2 separate regions of the Hordeum vulgare genome follow, and region 2 is linked to region 1. The links are chromatin contacts, called in public Hi-C maps. All regions are on one chromosome and are shown on one strand. Each heading gives the region's core, a stretch centred on a gene start, on an enhancer-like site or on the middle of the called end of the contact. The rest is flanking DNA. Distances are from core to core; before and after follow the strand shown.

What was found. A called contact is a pair of places that touch in the nucleus more often than the background predicts.
Region 2: a Hi-C map of leaf shows a contact between it and region 1, with 3 times the contacts expected there. The contact joins the promoter of LOC123407782 here to the enhancer-like site in region 1. A contact is called at or near these places in 1 of 6 Hi-C or Micro-C datasets (leaf) and 1 of 1 datasets of contacts at active chromatin or transcription factors (embryo).

The regions. Positions count from the first base shown.
Region 1 is chr7H:171,447,694-171,455,110 of MorexV3_pseudomolecules_assembly, forward strand. No RefSeq gene overlaps it. Among protein-coding and RNA genes, the nearest start is that of LOC123407693, 150 kb to the left of the region's middle. Within about 2 kb of position 3,193, at least 3 of the 3 cell types and tissues checked have open chromatin away from gene starts, as enhancers often do. A contact at or near this core is called in leaf, where this site is marked.
Region 2 is chr7H:171,606,698-171,614,114 of MorexV3_pseudomolecules_assembly, forward strand. It overlaps LOC123407782, which reads left to right and starts at 3,686. Exons shown (of 8, transcript XM_045100999.1): 1 at 3,686-3,804; 2 at 4,993-5,824; 3 at 5,923-6,229; 4 at 6,401-6,607; 5 at 6,693-6,866; 6 at 7,032-7,232; 7 at 7,321-7,417. The coding sequence starts at 5,025.

The sequences.
Region 1 (7,417 bases), core at 1,943-4,442:
GATATTTTTTATTGGTGCAATTTATTCTCTGCCGAGATGTATAGCGAGTAGCCCTCAAGGAGCGTGTCAGTCTAAAACCCGGAATGCACCTGAAGGATAAAAACCTCTGATCCCAGTAGCCCCTCAGACCCAGGTTGATTCACGAAATCGTCCTAGGGATCAACTCCTAGCTCGGCAGTATACTTAGGAACGGAAATGCAGTGTGCATAGTCCTCGAGACTCGGGTTGGATGCGGCCGACCAAATTGAGGATCGTAATCTCCTCAGAAACTGCTCTGCACTTGTTGTGTACCTTTTGACAACACCAAAGTATATATCGACACGAAAGATGCCAAACTGCGGGTCAGAAAAGATTTCCCGAGCAGAACTACCACGCCAAACACCTCGAACAAGAGGATGTCCTGCCTCCTGAAAGGAAAACCATAAAATAGGTTAAATGTGCCATAAGCCCGAAAAAACAACAAACTTTAGCAAAAACTTTGCGTCCGAACTATATCTATTTCTTGGTGCCAATCCAAAAATTGGTCTTAAAATTAGTTTGTGCTTCCGTCGTGCTTTAACATGACACATCCGATCTCAAGATTTCAAGCGGGCCAGCCTTCGGTTTCAACCTCCATATCCCGAAGGTGGAGTGTTTCTTCGAGGCCAGTTTAGCGAATTAAACTCGAGCGGCTTTAGAAGGAAACCAGGCAATCCGTCTATCGACCACACACTCGAGTCGAGAAAGGAGGGGTAGAAAAAGACTTTGCAACGACCAAGAAGAAAACATTTATTATAAAATGGCTCATATAAATTTTGAAGATCCCGTAAACAAAGTGTTTTTAACAAGCAACGCTTTTAACAAGCCAAGTTTTTAACAAACAACTTTCTTTTGTATAACACGAATGTAATGCTTGGTCAAGCCGCATAGAAATTAAAAATTGAAAGAAGGTTGAGCATGAAAGCGACTTAGTTGGTTAATGTGTTCGGTGTGACGTGGGCCGATCTTGTCGAAGAGCTCGGCTTGATGAAGTGGCGACGCAACACAGTCGAAGTGGCTAGGCAAAGCCACCAGTCGAGCTAACATGGCGAAGCTGGTCAGTTGGTGATGCCGAAGTCCCCGGAGCAGGTTGATGACAATATAGCGAAGCCCCCGGTCTAGATGAGGTGACGGAGTAGGTCGGTATGGTGACACTAGAGCCCCCATGCCACTCGACGTGTCGAAGTGGGTCGGTATGGTGGACGTCGGCTTGAAAGAGCGTCAGCGCTGCAAAGCCGACGCATGTCGGAATTTGTAACGCGGTCAATGCTGGCTTGATGAAGCAACAACGCACCTGATCCGTGCAACCCGCAGATGACTAGGTTCTCTTGATGATTATTCGGCTCTCGTGATGCCAAACTCTTGATCGGCTGGCCGAGATGATGAAATAAATTTCCTTCAAAAAGAATGCCCCACAACCCGTTCATGAAAAAGGTAAACTCGGGCCGGATTCGTTTTTGCATAGAAAACATATCCAAAATTCATGGTACTCATCGGACGTTTTCCGAAGTTTGGACGGTCCGATCGAGCTGAAATTTTGAGGGCTGATCCATATAGGGTTCCATCGGACATCCGAGCTAGATGGTGGACAGCCCGCCCTAAATTCATCCACATTCCCTTCCAAAATCGACATGGCTCCAGTATATTGGAGATCGCCGGAGATTCCTCCGTCGGAACGCGACGCAATTTTGCAGGGTGGTTGTACATTCAGTTACGCACAATTCCATCGAAGCAATCATTAAAACGACGGTCAAGTAGGCGGGGACGACGAACACAATTCTGTTGTCCAGAAAAAACTGCAATCTACACACGAGCCATCGATCCTTCGGCGGTCCCACAACAGAACTCTCAATGAAAGCACCAATGTCGGTGTCAAAACCGGCTGATCTCGAATAGGGGGTCCGAACTATGGATCTTGGATTAATGGATGGCAAGAAACAAGGAAGACGATGTTTACCCAGGTTCGGGCCCTCTCGAAGAGGTAAACACTACGTCCTGCTCTTGTTTATATTGATGATGAATTATCAAGGAGAGAGTTAATCTACCTCGAGATCGTATGTTGTGGTCTAAATCCTTGGAGTAATGAGCTTAATCTCAATGATCTATCTAATAACTAGCCTAACCTCGGCTTATATAACACACCGGAGGCCTGGGATAACAAGAGTCCTAATCGGCTACGTCGGCGGTGAGGAGTCCTTTCTTGATCACCAAGTCTTGTTGAATATTCCTCGTATATGTCAACCGGTGTCCAAGTGGCTCATGGGTCAGGCCCGTGGAGATAGGCCGGTGGTCCAAGGACCTCTTAGTCCCGGACTCCCTCAACGATAGCACCGCACCGACGTCTCATTCTAGCGCGAGTGGTGGTCGTTCGATGATCTCGAAATCTCGATGTAATTTTTATTTTACGATGTTTTGTACTTTCAATGAACTTGTGCAGTAGATGAAACCAAAGTTGTTGAATGGTTAGGAGAATTATGGTATCCCGAATCCATCAAAGGTTTTGAGTGATATACATTTAGTGGAAGAAGACGTTCACCTCGAAAGCTTAGTCTCTCCAAGGTAGTGATGAGTTTACGTGTGTATGCATGAGCGTATGTATTGTGTTTTAAAAAATAAAGCTTTGACAAAATAGATCTGATTTTTAAGAAAGAAACATTCACGAATCACGAGGACAAGTACGCTGTACAAGATCGTAGGTAAGGCATTCAGAATTTCCCTTCTACCGTCCTGTGTACCACCACCACACGGGTCGCTGACTTGCGCCGTATACCGTATCTATACAGCTGCGAGTAGGTGGCACACACTCCGTAGCAGCAGGTGTCACCCGACGCGGCGGAGCGGCGAGCATCGCCACTCACCGTGGCGTGGGCCGTCCGTAGCATACGCCAAACTCTGGGATACGCCGTGGTGACCGGAGCCGGTCGGTGGCCACCGACAGCTTCGCCACCAGGGTCCGGTCACCGCCCTTTAACAAATCGGAGGCCGGAAAAGGCTTTCCTTTCTCACGTCTGCCTGGTTTCTTCTTTTGTGCGAGTGTGGAGAATATGTGCGTCCTTTATTTTTCGTGATGGAATAATCAATCGGGACGGCAGGCTCGCTCTTTACATGGGCGCCACGCAATATAATATGCACATGACATGCACAGGGGGGTCTGGAGCACGGACAAGTAGGGTAACATGGAACATGGAGAAACGCCGCGTTGCCCAGCGGCGAAACCACCCGGCAGGGCCGTAGGTAGTCCCCTGTACCGTCGGCTTGCTCCCATGGGGCAATGACAGACACCGTGGCCTGGAGCTGGAGGTACGTACAAGAGCACCAGCTTTGGCACGGCCGTTCAGAGCTTGGAGAGGGAATTCAAGGTTAACCCCACCTAGCTTTTCCTTTTGGCAGGGAGTAAAATGTACTTGGCGGACAACGGACGTCGCAAGGCTCGACACTGTCAACGCCGTACCTTGGGTGGTTGTCCATGAACGTGTACAAATGTGTTCCATGCGTGAGGCGACGACTAAACAAGACCATCTGTCTACTTTGGGATGGTATAAGTAGATCGGCGTTGGTGAATCTGCTGAGCAAGTTATGAAAGAGAATGTCTTTAGGCCGGTGCATAAATAAAAACATGCGTCTTGCTTCAAAAGAGTAGTATGATATAGTAATACTTGCCAGTTTTGCTGCTAGACTCGTGTAGACGTATACACATCTGGTCAGTGCAGAATAAAGGGTCAGCGAACGCATAAAAGAGAGTGTTGATCATTGAAGGAGGACCCACCTCAGATCACCGATATCCTTGTTTTCTTTACGGCTGTTCATGCATGTTCCAACTCCAAAAGCTTTCATCCCCCCCCCCCCCCCCCCACCTGGTAAAAAACCTTAGAACACATCACTCTCACGATGTTACAATACGCAAATACTTAGCTCTAGCAAGACACCACAACGTCATCTCCTTTTTTATTCTAGAGACGATAACGCAAACCGACACTGCGGTGTTGCGAAAAAACCCTAGCATTCTGCTCTTTTCAAATTTCCGTGGAGACGAGCATCGTAAGAGAATCGAGCGACCTTCACGATTGTGTCATCCTCGACGCGTTTGTGCTCCACCACGCCTTCACAGAGTCCACGATGCCCCGATCCTCAGGTTGAACATCATGGAGATCGAGCCAAGTCTTGGTCATGCCCCCAAACATTGACCATGTAGTGACATTGGAGAAGTAGATGAACCATCGATTCCTGGAATTGCTGGTAAATAGGGCACATGTTGTAGTTAGGCCATCCCCGCCGATGTAGTCTGTCAACTGTCAAGATCCAGTTGATAACGATGAGCCAACCAAAGAACTTGCCTTCGAGGGGAGCCGAATCCTCTAGACATTGAGAGTCATTTCCGTGTCAACTAATCAGAGAAATTATGCATTGTAGGCCGTCGCCGTGGAGTAGTGGTCGTCCTTGGTGAGCTTACAAGAGATAGTATCGGTCATACCTGGGTTGAGATGGACGTGAGAGAGCTTCTCCGAGAGAGTAACAACCTTGGTAAGGTGGTCAACTATGAAGCCTCACTACTGTTCACTTGGGAGACCTAGAAGTTGTTGAGCATCACTTTTTGTATCGAGCACTTCTTCCTTTTGGACATGTCAAATTTTTTTGGAGCAATGTCCATGGGTCGCAACCCATCAAGACATGCGGACTCCCAAAAGGTAGCCCGGAGATCATTGCCGACCACAACCTTTGTAGCACTCACAAAGGTATCGCGATTATGTCAGCCGCATGGGTTCCCCAAGCCAACCCATGGCTTGACCGCGTTGATCCACTCGCCCTAAAGCTAGCGAATGTGAAGCGTAGAAGCAAACCATTTCAGACTTAGAATACAAAGGCCACCATGAAGCTTTGACTTGTATGCTTTCGCAATTAACCTTGCATTTTCCTCCTGTAACCATGCCACATCCAACCCATAAATAAGCCCGTTGAAGTAAGTCGGTCTTGTTCATAATGTCAACCGGAAGGCTTAGCTCGTCATATATAGATGGCAATGGTCGTAAGGACGGACTTGACCAACACCACCCGCCCTAGCGAAAACAGTCGCGTCGTCGACATATAGAGAATCTCAGATCACCTTAGCATGATCTCCAAGAGGACGAGGCCGTCCCTGGGTAGTGACCTTCGGGTGGATGTGATGTAAGAGATCCATCGCAATCACAAAGAGGAGAGGGGAGAGACGGGGCCCTGCCTCAAACCACATATGTACTTGAATGGGGCATGAGGAATTCCATTGAGTAGAATATATGATGACGTTGAAGATAGGAGGGTCGAACCCACCCACAAAAACGAGGAGGGAAACTGAGGTGATAGAGCAAGTTAACGAGGAAATCTCATGGCACCGAGTCGAAGCTTTTTTTATGTCAAGTCTGAATAGAAGTGTCACGGTCTTGTTGGGGTGCAAGCGTCTCGTAAGGATGCGCACATATATGAAATTATTGAAGGCACACCTTCTCCATTGGTGGTTTTGGTAATTAATGTCAACATACATATCATTAGATTAATAGTTTCCTAAAATACATTTCAGGAAAGTTTCAATGTTGGCATGGGTAGGACATGTGATTGTAGACCCTTTAAGCTACAAAGGGAACACACTGGCAAAAGCTTCAAGACTCTACTTTCAGTTGAGTGATCATTGATCACACAGAGTCTATAGGAAAGCTAATACTATTAAGAGGGGTTGAGGTCTTCATGATGACTCAATTGCTCAAGTTCTTAGAGATTTGCCACCAAAAACCCTCAACCACTTTACCACATTCCATCTGTCCCAAAACCCTAAGTCAAACTCGGTCCCACCAAAGCAGCATCCACATCCGAATCCACCAAGGCAACTAAGGCAAAGCCATAAGCCAAACCCTAGCAACTCGATACAACTGAAATTCCATTCGGTCTTATCGAAGAGCGGTGACTAAGTTTATGTACCCGTTCGAATTCATTTTTAAATCACCAAGATGAACTGATCGAAATTACCTAAACAAGGAATCTTCTTAGGTCATCTTGAATTGGTCTCACCAAGTTCATTCATATGGTCCCACCGAAAATCCTAAAGTTCGAATATTTTACATTGTTCATTCTCACCGATATTTCACTTTGGTGTCAGCAAGTTGTGCTTAATGTTTGTAATAGTTGGAATTCTGGTGAAGACTATATATACCCGTGCCCGTCCACCATCACCTACTCTCAGAGAGAGCAACCAGTACAAAGCATACACCTTCCATCTCCATTTTCTGATAGAGAACCACCTACTCTTGTGTTGAGATCAAGGGCTTCCACTCTAACCATATGATCCTTGATTTCTAGCCTCCCCAAGTTGCTTTCCACCCAATCCTTCTCTTCTACTAAGCCGAATTATGTGAGAGGGTGATCAAGTGTTGAGGATACTATCTTTTCAAGCACAATAGAAGGAGTTCATCATCAACACAACATCTATTACCTTTTGGAGAGTGGTGTCTCCTAGATTGCTTAGGTGTCACTTGGGATCCTCCAAATCATGTGGAGTTGAACCAAGAAGTTTGTAAGGGCAAGGAGACCCTCTACTTCATGAAGATCTACCCCGAGTGAGGCTAGTCCTTCATGCATGTAAGCCATGATGTCATACACAATGTTGCTTCTTCGGGGACACTTCGCGTGTGGAGCCCTCCATGGACTCGCGCAACCGTTACGTTACACGTCTCCAACGTATCTATAATTCTTTTATTGTTCCATTCTATCATATTATCAATCTTGTATGCTTTATATGCATTTAAATGGTGTTTATATCATTTTTGGTAACCAACTTATTAACTCAGTGCCAAGTGTCAGTTGTTGTTTTTTTGTATATTCTTGGCTTTTCACGAAACTAGTACCAAACGAAGTCCAAATGCTATGAAACTTTTTGATGATTTTTCTGGACCAAAATAAGACTTGGAAGCTTTAAAGGGAGACCAGACGATGCACCACGAGATGCCAAGGCAATAAGGAGCACCTAGGGGGTAGGCGCGCCCTCTTGCCTTGGCTCCGACTGACTTCATTCCACCCCTATAAATTCTCAAATATTTGGAAAACATCAGAGAGCCACCGGAAACACTTTTTCCTCCACTTCAAGTCTTTGTTCGAACGGGAGGCCATCTCGAGACCTATTATTGAGCCCTACCGAAGGGGGAATCGGTCACAGAGGCCATCTAAATTTCCTGTTTCAAGATAATCATTTATTATCCATGCTATAATTGTATTGAATGAAAACATAGATACATGTGTGGATACATAGACAAAACAATGTCCTTAGCAAGCCTCTAGTTGGCTAGCCAGTTGATCAAGGATAGTCAAGGTTTTCTAACTATATGCAAGTGTTGTCACTTGATAACTGGATCACATCATTAGGAGAATCATGTGATGG
Region 2 (7,417 bases), core at 2,436-4,935, 160 kb after region 1:
TACAATGGTGCAGCAGGACAAATTTATAACAATCTTTTTGTACAACACGACAATTTTGGCTTTAGAAATGGCAAATCCTTATATAGCACTATGGTAAATTTATATGTTTTCGCATGACAATTCTAGAGCATTCATCGGGAGTGGGTTTTTTAGCAAACAAAAACGTTTGTTCGTTCCTACCTAGCTATAACGATAATTCGCTCGGGTGTAGTTTCTATTACAACATCTTTTGAAAGTCAAAAGGACAGTAAATTATGAAACTATTGTCTGAGATTAATTTACATGTATGGTTTACAAGAATCCAATCTAAATTCTTATAGATATTCTGTAGGATATATTTGATATTGGTAGTCCAAAATTCCTAGGACTAATACTCCTTTCGTTCTTTCGATAAGACGTTTTGGACAACTGACATTAAACTATTTTCGGCGTTGTCTGAATTGTTTAAACATCTTATAAAATTTAATAGAGGGAGTATACCACTTTTCAAAATAGTTTCTATGGAGAGTAAGGGCAATGGCTCTGACGAGCATATGAGCAAGGCTTTCCTTAGCCGCAACAAGTGTTCCATTGAATGCCACGGAGAAGACCATCAAGTTGATCGTAGTGTCAAGGTGGCCACAAGTCGTTGACGACGAAGCATCCATGGATTGGTCATAGTTGAGGTTGCTAACACGCAATACCGACACCGCAGGTGGGTGGCATGCGGTTCATCTCCACACACCCCTCTTCCCCGAACATGAGAAAGGCAAGGAACGAAGATGGGATGCAATTTGGGTGGAAAATTTTGATCATGGGCACAACATCTAGATAATATAAATAAAAGAGCAAATGATCAACTAGCAAGGTAAAACAGAATAACTCACATACTACCAAAGTTCCAATGAATTTGGTCAAAAGATCAAATGTCCCTCTCTAAAATGTAAGGGTCAAACCATAGAAATTTGAACTACTAATGAAATATAGAAAAAAACACATTAGATATTTACCTAAAACCTATGAGCTCTTGAGTGGATCCCACATTAGCTCGGAGACGTTGTTCTCGAAATCGTCAAAATGTAAATGATTGAGTAATATATCAAATTATGGTGAATCTTATAGGAAGGGAAAGTTGATAAGATAATTTTGGATGTTGGACAAGGAAATAAAAGGATTTTTTGTTTCAAGCATGATTATATTTTTATATTTGAGTACATAATTTCCTACTCCCCCGTCTCAGTTTACAAGTCTGGCACATGTACCTAGGTCGTCAATTTAACCAACTTAATGAGAGGCATATATTACAAAAAATATATCATTAGCAACTTTAGATGTTATATTTTCTAATGATATAATTTTTATGTTAAATAATATATTTTATATAAGTTAAATTGACGATCTAGATATACGTGCATGCCTTCTAAACTATGTGATGGAGGGAGTACTATGTCATGGTTTCCAATGAATCATGTGTATTACATTATTTCACTACACCGCATGTTTTTTCTACATCACGTGTTTCTACTACACTCAACATCACAGTATGTGTATTTCACCATGGAGCTCCTTCTGTTTATTTTCCTTCAAAATTCCATCCCTAGTTTCTACAAGAGAAATATTTTTTCTCCTTCACCCTTCCACACGAGCGCCTCCACGTCGACAAGGGTTTCGTCGCCTCTCGCCGATGCTAACGTCGATCGATCTATCTCATCTTCTATGGCATGAGGGCCATGGGGGCGCAATGGATCTTGACCCATGCCGGTGGAAGGGCTACTACTTCGTTTTACACACTTTTCAGAGTTTGATTAGGGTATATGTCTTGCTCACGAAGGCAAGGCGGCGGTGACTCCGTGAAGATGGAATAAGGCTTCTTCCTTCCTAGCCCCGTCATGATGGTGCGTCCAGCATCGTCGGAGGACGGGTGCAGGTGTGTCTCCGGCGGATCTCGTGGGATTCAACCGGTGTTTCTGTTCAGTTGATCTAGCGTGATTCAGTCGGTGTTTGTGGTCTGCTTTCGTCCGATCTTTGTTCATCTGCGTTTGTGTGTCTACAGGTTGGCTTCTTTTGGTCTATGCTTCTCCTCATCAAAGACGACTGTTCTTTTGACGAGCTGGTCCTTTGCGACCTTAGCACACCGACTTCTGGATTTTCTATTACAATACCGACTCCGGTGAGGAAGGGATAATGACAGCGACACATCTTTGGCTCGTTCCAATGCTTATAATCATCCATATATTGTATGCCCACATGGGTGTGTTTTTTGTTTTATTTTATGCCGCCATGATATTGGATGAATAATCAAAAGTTGTTAAACAAAAACGTTGCAATACGAAAAATAAAATGAGAAGAGAGAGACCATTCTTTTTTGGGCCGGTCGGCCCCCAGCCTTTCGATCTTTTCTGTCTTAGCGGTCCGATTGAGCCTCCCCACGCGTTCCTTCTTCCTCCTCGTGCAAAATCCTATACGCATCATTGCCCCTTCCTCCTCTGGCCTCCTGCTTGCAGCTCAACCCGCTGGCTCGTCGTCGCTGCTCACCGGAGCAGCTCGTCGGCTTGCCGGGTTGACCCGCTTGTGCCCCGTGTGGTTCTCGTCGGTCGCCGCCGGTCCTCGTCGCCCCTTCCTCCCCCGTCATGGATGAGCTATCCGCGAGCCTTGAATCTCGCCACCGCTCGCCATGAAGCGGTTGAGAGAGGGGATGCAGCTCGCCATGTCGTCGTTTGTAGCAAAATGAAACACCGGTTGTAGCAAAAATCGCAACGCCATGTGTGGTGTAGCAAAATGCGACACCGATGAAAGCAAAATGCGGTGCTGGTTGTATAAAATTTTGATGTCGGTTGAAGCATGTAGCAAAATTACGTCTTCGACCATGGACGCAACTTTGCCAGCCATGGAGCAGTTGAGAGAGGGGATGCAGCTCGTTATGTCGTCGGTTGTACCAAAATGAAACACCTGTTATAGCAAAAATTGCGACGCCATATACGATGTAGCAAAATGCGACGCTGGTGTTAGCAAAATACGGCGTCGGTTGTAGTAAATTTTGACACCGGTTGTGGCAAATTTCGACATTGGTTGTAGCAAAATTTGACACCGGTTGTAACAAAAATGATGATGACCGTGATGCCCGTGGTGACCATGCAACTCCACCGGACCGTCGTTGCAGCTCTCCCTAGACGCATAGGCTGGGCGGCGGCGAGCTCGCATGGACTGGTGCACGCGTAAGGAGAGGTCGCCCATGGCCATGGCTCCCGATCGAAGCGGAAAGGGAACGAGGAAGATGTGAATCTCAGGTGGGAGGGTGTTGCTGGGTCGTCAGGTCACGTCCGATCCAACGATTCACGTACGACCGGTCGTCGCGCGCCCGATCCAACGATTCGCGTACGACCGGTCGTCGCACGCCGGTTCCAAACGTTTCCTTTTTTTCTTTGGAAAAAAAGAAGAAGAGAGAAACCATTTGCCGGTTGCTACGCTCACCAATGGTGACCGGATCCGGGCCGTGTCGGATGCTTCTCAAGCGGAAAAGGGAAGCACACTGGACGGCCGATATAAGCAGCGACTCCACCTCCTCCCCCCTCTCTCTACACGACGACCACTTCGCCCACCACTCCCACGCCCGCACCGGCAGCGCCAGTTCACCCACGAGCGCGACGTGCGTCGCCTCTCGCGCCGACGGTCGCGCGCGGCGCAGGACGCGGGAACCCCCCACCTCGAGCAAGGCCGAAGCTGCCGCGAACTCCTCTCCTGCGCCAGCTCCCCGCATTGAGCCGCGAGGCTCGGCGAAACGCCACGCCGGGGCGGTCGCCGCCGCCTGCCGTCGCGCCGGAGTCGGTGAGCGTTGATTTTCTATTCCGTTCGACCGCTGCGCTCGTCCGAGCCTGGAACCCTGCTCCGCGATGCCCCCACCGGATCTCCGGAGGGATTCGTGAGCCGCGTGGCTCTGCGCCGGATTTGCTTCATTTTTTAGTTCATTTCTCTGTCTGGATCATTGATTTCTGGGAGTAGTTCCATCGCTCTGTTTGCGCCTGGGATCTCTGATTGAGCGGCATTGTTTCGCTTCCTTCAACACTGTATTCCTGTCTTCCTGATGGGAATTAGGCATTTCGGGGTCGTGGGGTGGACTGGTGGTAGTTTGCGATCCGCATTGACGAGTTTTGCAGCCCTGTTGTTCCCGTGAGCACTTGATTTGCCGGTGCGCTCTTGCTTACCTTTTCCTTGTCGTCCACGGCGAGCTCTCGCTGTGATACCAGCAAGTTGGTTGCAGACTTGAATAGTATTAGGAATTCCGTTGGGGCGGTTCGGTTTGGTTGGCGATCATTTACCATCTGCATTTATGGAGGAATATTGTCCAGTAGTACTAATTTCTTCATTTAAGATGTTCGATATCCAATTAACCCATCAGCAGCAATTACTGGAGTTGTTCTTGGTGATAATTGTTAATTTTAGGCAACGATTAAGACTTGCTGATCTACTATGCCACTTCGTGTGAAGTAGTTAAGCAGCGTATTTTTTAGATCTTTTTTGAGAATTTGGCTCTGTTAACTTTTATTTAAAAAGAAAGAAAGATGAATTCTAGTTTACGTGAAGTACTCCCGCTATCCTTCTCAGTATAACCAAGTAGCAAATTTTTAGATGAAGTTAAATATAAGATGCACGAGACGCCTAAAGTCTCTTATCAGTGGAGAGTGGAGTCTGTTGGCACCTTCCTTGATTTTGACATCACATCCTATATGGAAATGAGAATGCTTATTTTGGTTCAGAAAGTTGCCTCTTCACCTTTTTGAATTAGATGGCTCATCTTGGAGGTGTGTATTCTTACTACTGCAAACAAGTATAAGCCACCATTTTTTGTAGCCTTTCTTCTTCCGACCTGTTTGTTTTAAATTCCTTTATGCCTGAATTTGAATGATGTATTAGTTTTCTTCTGGCATGGACATTTTTCTCATTTTTCAGTCTTATTTGGATAGGCTTGCTTTGCAAACGTGGTTATGTAATTATTTGTGTCTATCATTTCTCCAGGAATCAGATTAGCAAATTAGAGGTATCCTGAAATGGGTGCCAAAGAGAATGGCGAAGTGAGAGATGAGAAGGGAGTTAGATCAGATTATGAACCATCTAGAGTTTCTGTTTCATCACAAAGTGAGGCTCATGGTAATGAAGATAATAGAGCGAAAAGAGCTTCAGTAGTTCCAAAGAAGCTCTTGAAAAAAGAGACCAAAGAAAATAGCCCCCGCATGGCCAAAAGCAGCACCAGTCGTCAAGTTCAAAACAAGGTGCAACAGAAAGCACCAAACAACACTCAGAACAGATCACCAAAACCTAGGAAAGCAGCAGTTAATGCTACTAGAGCAATTGAAGTTAGAAGACCAGATATTGTAAAAGTCCCTTCTCGCCCTCCATCAGAACTGTCCGAGGAGGCAGATGATATGGTTAGTGAAGCGGGAACCATGGATGATAGAGGCAATGAAGAGGCCAAAGAGATTGATGTGTTAGATGAAGCTCCACATTGCGATCAAAGTACTGGTACTGATGATGAAATTGCTGATATTGAAGAAAAGATAGTTGATGATGACAAATCAGTTTTACATCGGAAAAATGAGGAACTACAGACAAAACTTGAGAAGATGGAGCAGGAACTTCGTGAAGTTGCTGCACTCGAAGTTTCTCTATACTCTGTATTGCCTGAGCATGGAAGTTCAGCACATAAGTTGCATACCCCAGCTCGGCGTCTTTCTAGGCTGTACACTCATGCATCCAAGTTTTGGTCCCTGGATAAGAGAGCTTCAGCAGCAAAAAACACTGTTTCTGGTCTTGTTCTCGTTGTGAAATCCTGTTGTAATGATGCTTCAAGGTAAGATAGGGCTAAACTTGATCTCCACTTCGAATTCAGCGTATGAGATGTGGCACAAGAATAAAGTTTCCTCCATTAACTATCTACTGTTGATGTAGGTTAACATATTGGCTGTCCAATACAGTTGTTCTCAGGGAGATAATTTCAAAATCTTTTGGCATCTCACGTCAATCAATTCCAACCATGACGACTAGAAACTTAAATGGCAGTGCACAATGGTTCGATGGAAAATCCACACCCAAATCAACACCAATGCTATGGAAAAACAACTCCAACAGCAAGCCAACTGAACTTGCTTTAATACAGATATCAGATAATTGGCAGGAAACTAGTACACTTTTAGCCGCATTAGAGAGGATCGAATCTTGGATATTTTCTCGGATTGTTGAGACGGTGTGGTGGCAGGTAATATTTTCCTTAGGCCATATAATCCCTTGCTCCAAATTGGTCTTGCATTCCTAGTCCAGTGTTTAACAAACAAATAGTCTGCAGTGATTATCTCACGGACCTACCTGTTCTATAAATTTGTCTTATTTCTCCACATTGTGAACTTCCTGAAGAAATTTTCTTTTCCAGGCATTAACTCCTCACATGCAAACCCCGGCAGAAGGTTCGTCAACCCCAAAGGCTCGGAAAGTGTTAGGCCCTTCTTTGGGTGATCAGCAGCAAGGCACCTTTTCTGTTAACTTGTGGAAGGCTGCATTTCACGATGCATACAGCAGACTGTGCCCTCTTCGTGCTGGTGGGCATGAGTGTGGCTGTTTGCCAATATTGGCAAAACTGGTATTCATCGACATCTCTAGTTTTTTTTAAATGTATTTAATATTTCTAATATATTTGTGTATTTGACATGTTCTACTATTATCAGGTGATGGAGCAATGTGTAGCCCGTTTAGATGTTGCAATGTTTAATGCCATTCTTCGCGAATCAGCTAGTGAGATACCAACTGATCCAATATCTGACCCAATCGTTGACCCAAAAGTCCTCCCGATCCCAGCTGGTGAGCTAAGCTTCGGGTCAGGCGCGCAGCTGAAAAATTCTGTATGTACCCGATTCAACTTTTGAGTGCACCTGAAATAAATTTCCTATATTTTCTTTATCAAATTGTTTGTTGGGATGATAATTGTTGTTGATGTCAAAATTATTGTGCATTGCACATAATTATAAGTGCGCTAACCAATTTATTTGAAATGAATGCCTACGTAGATTGGAAATTGGTCGAGATGGTTGACGGATAACTTGGGCATTGATGCTGATGACCCTGAGGATGAAGGTTTCGACATAGGAAATGGGAATGATGAAAGAATTGGTGCAGCTGAAGCAAAGTCTTTTAAGCTGCTTAATGAACTGAGTGATCTCCTGATGACCCCGAAGGACATGCTTATTGAAAAATCCATCAGGAAAGAGGTCAGTGTCCGCGCATGGCTCCAGACGAACCTATCGTACTGTTTTCTGTTGGATTGAGCTGTCGTTAAGCTTTTGCACTGTCTATCAGATCTGCCCGTCGGTCGGGCTTCCACTTGTAACAAGAATCCTGTGCAACTTCACCCCTGACGAGTTCTGCCCCGATCCGGTCCCTAGCATAGTCCTAG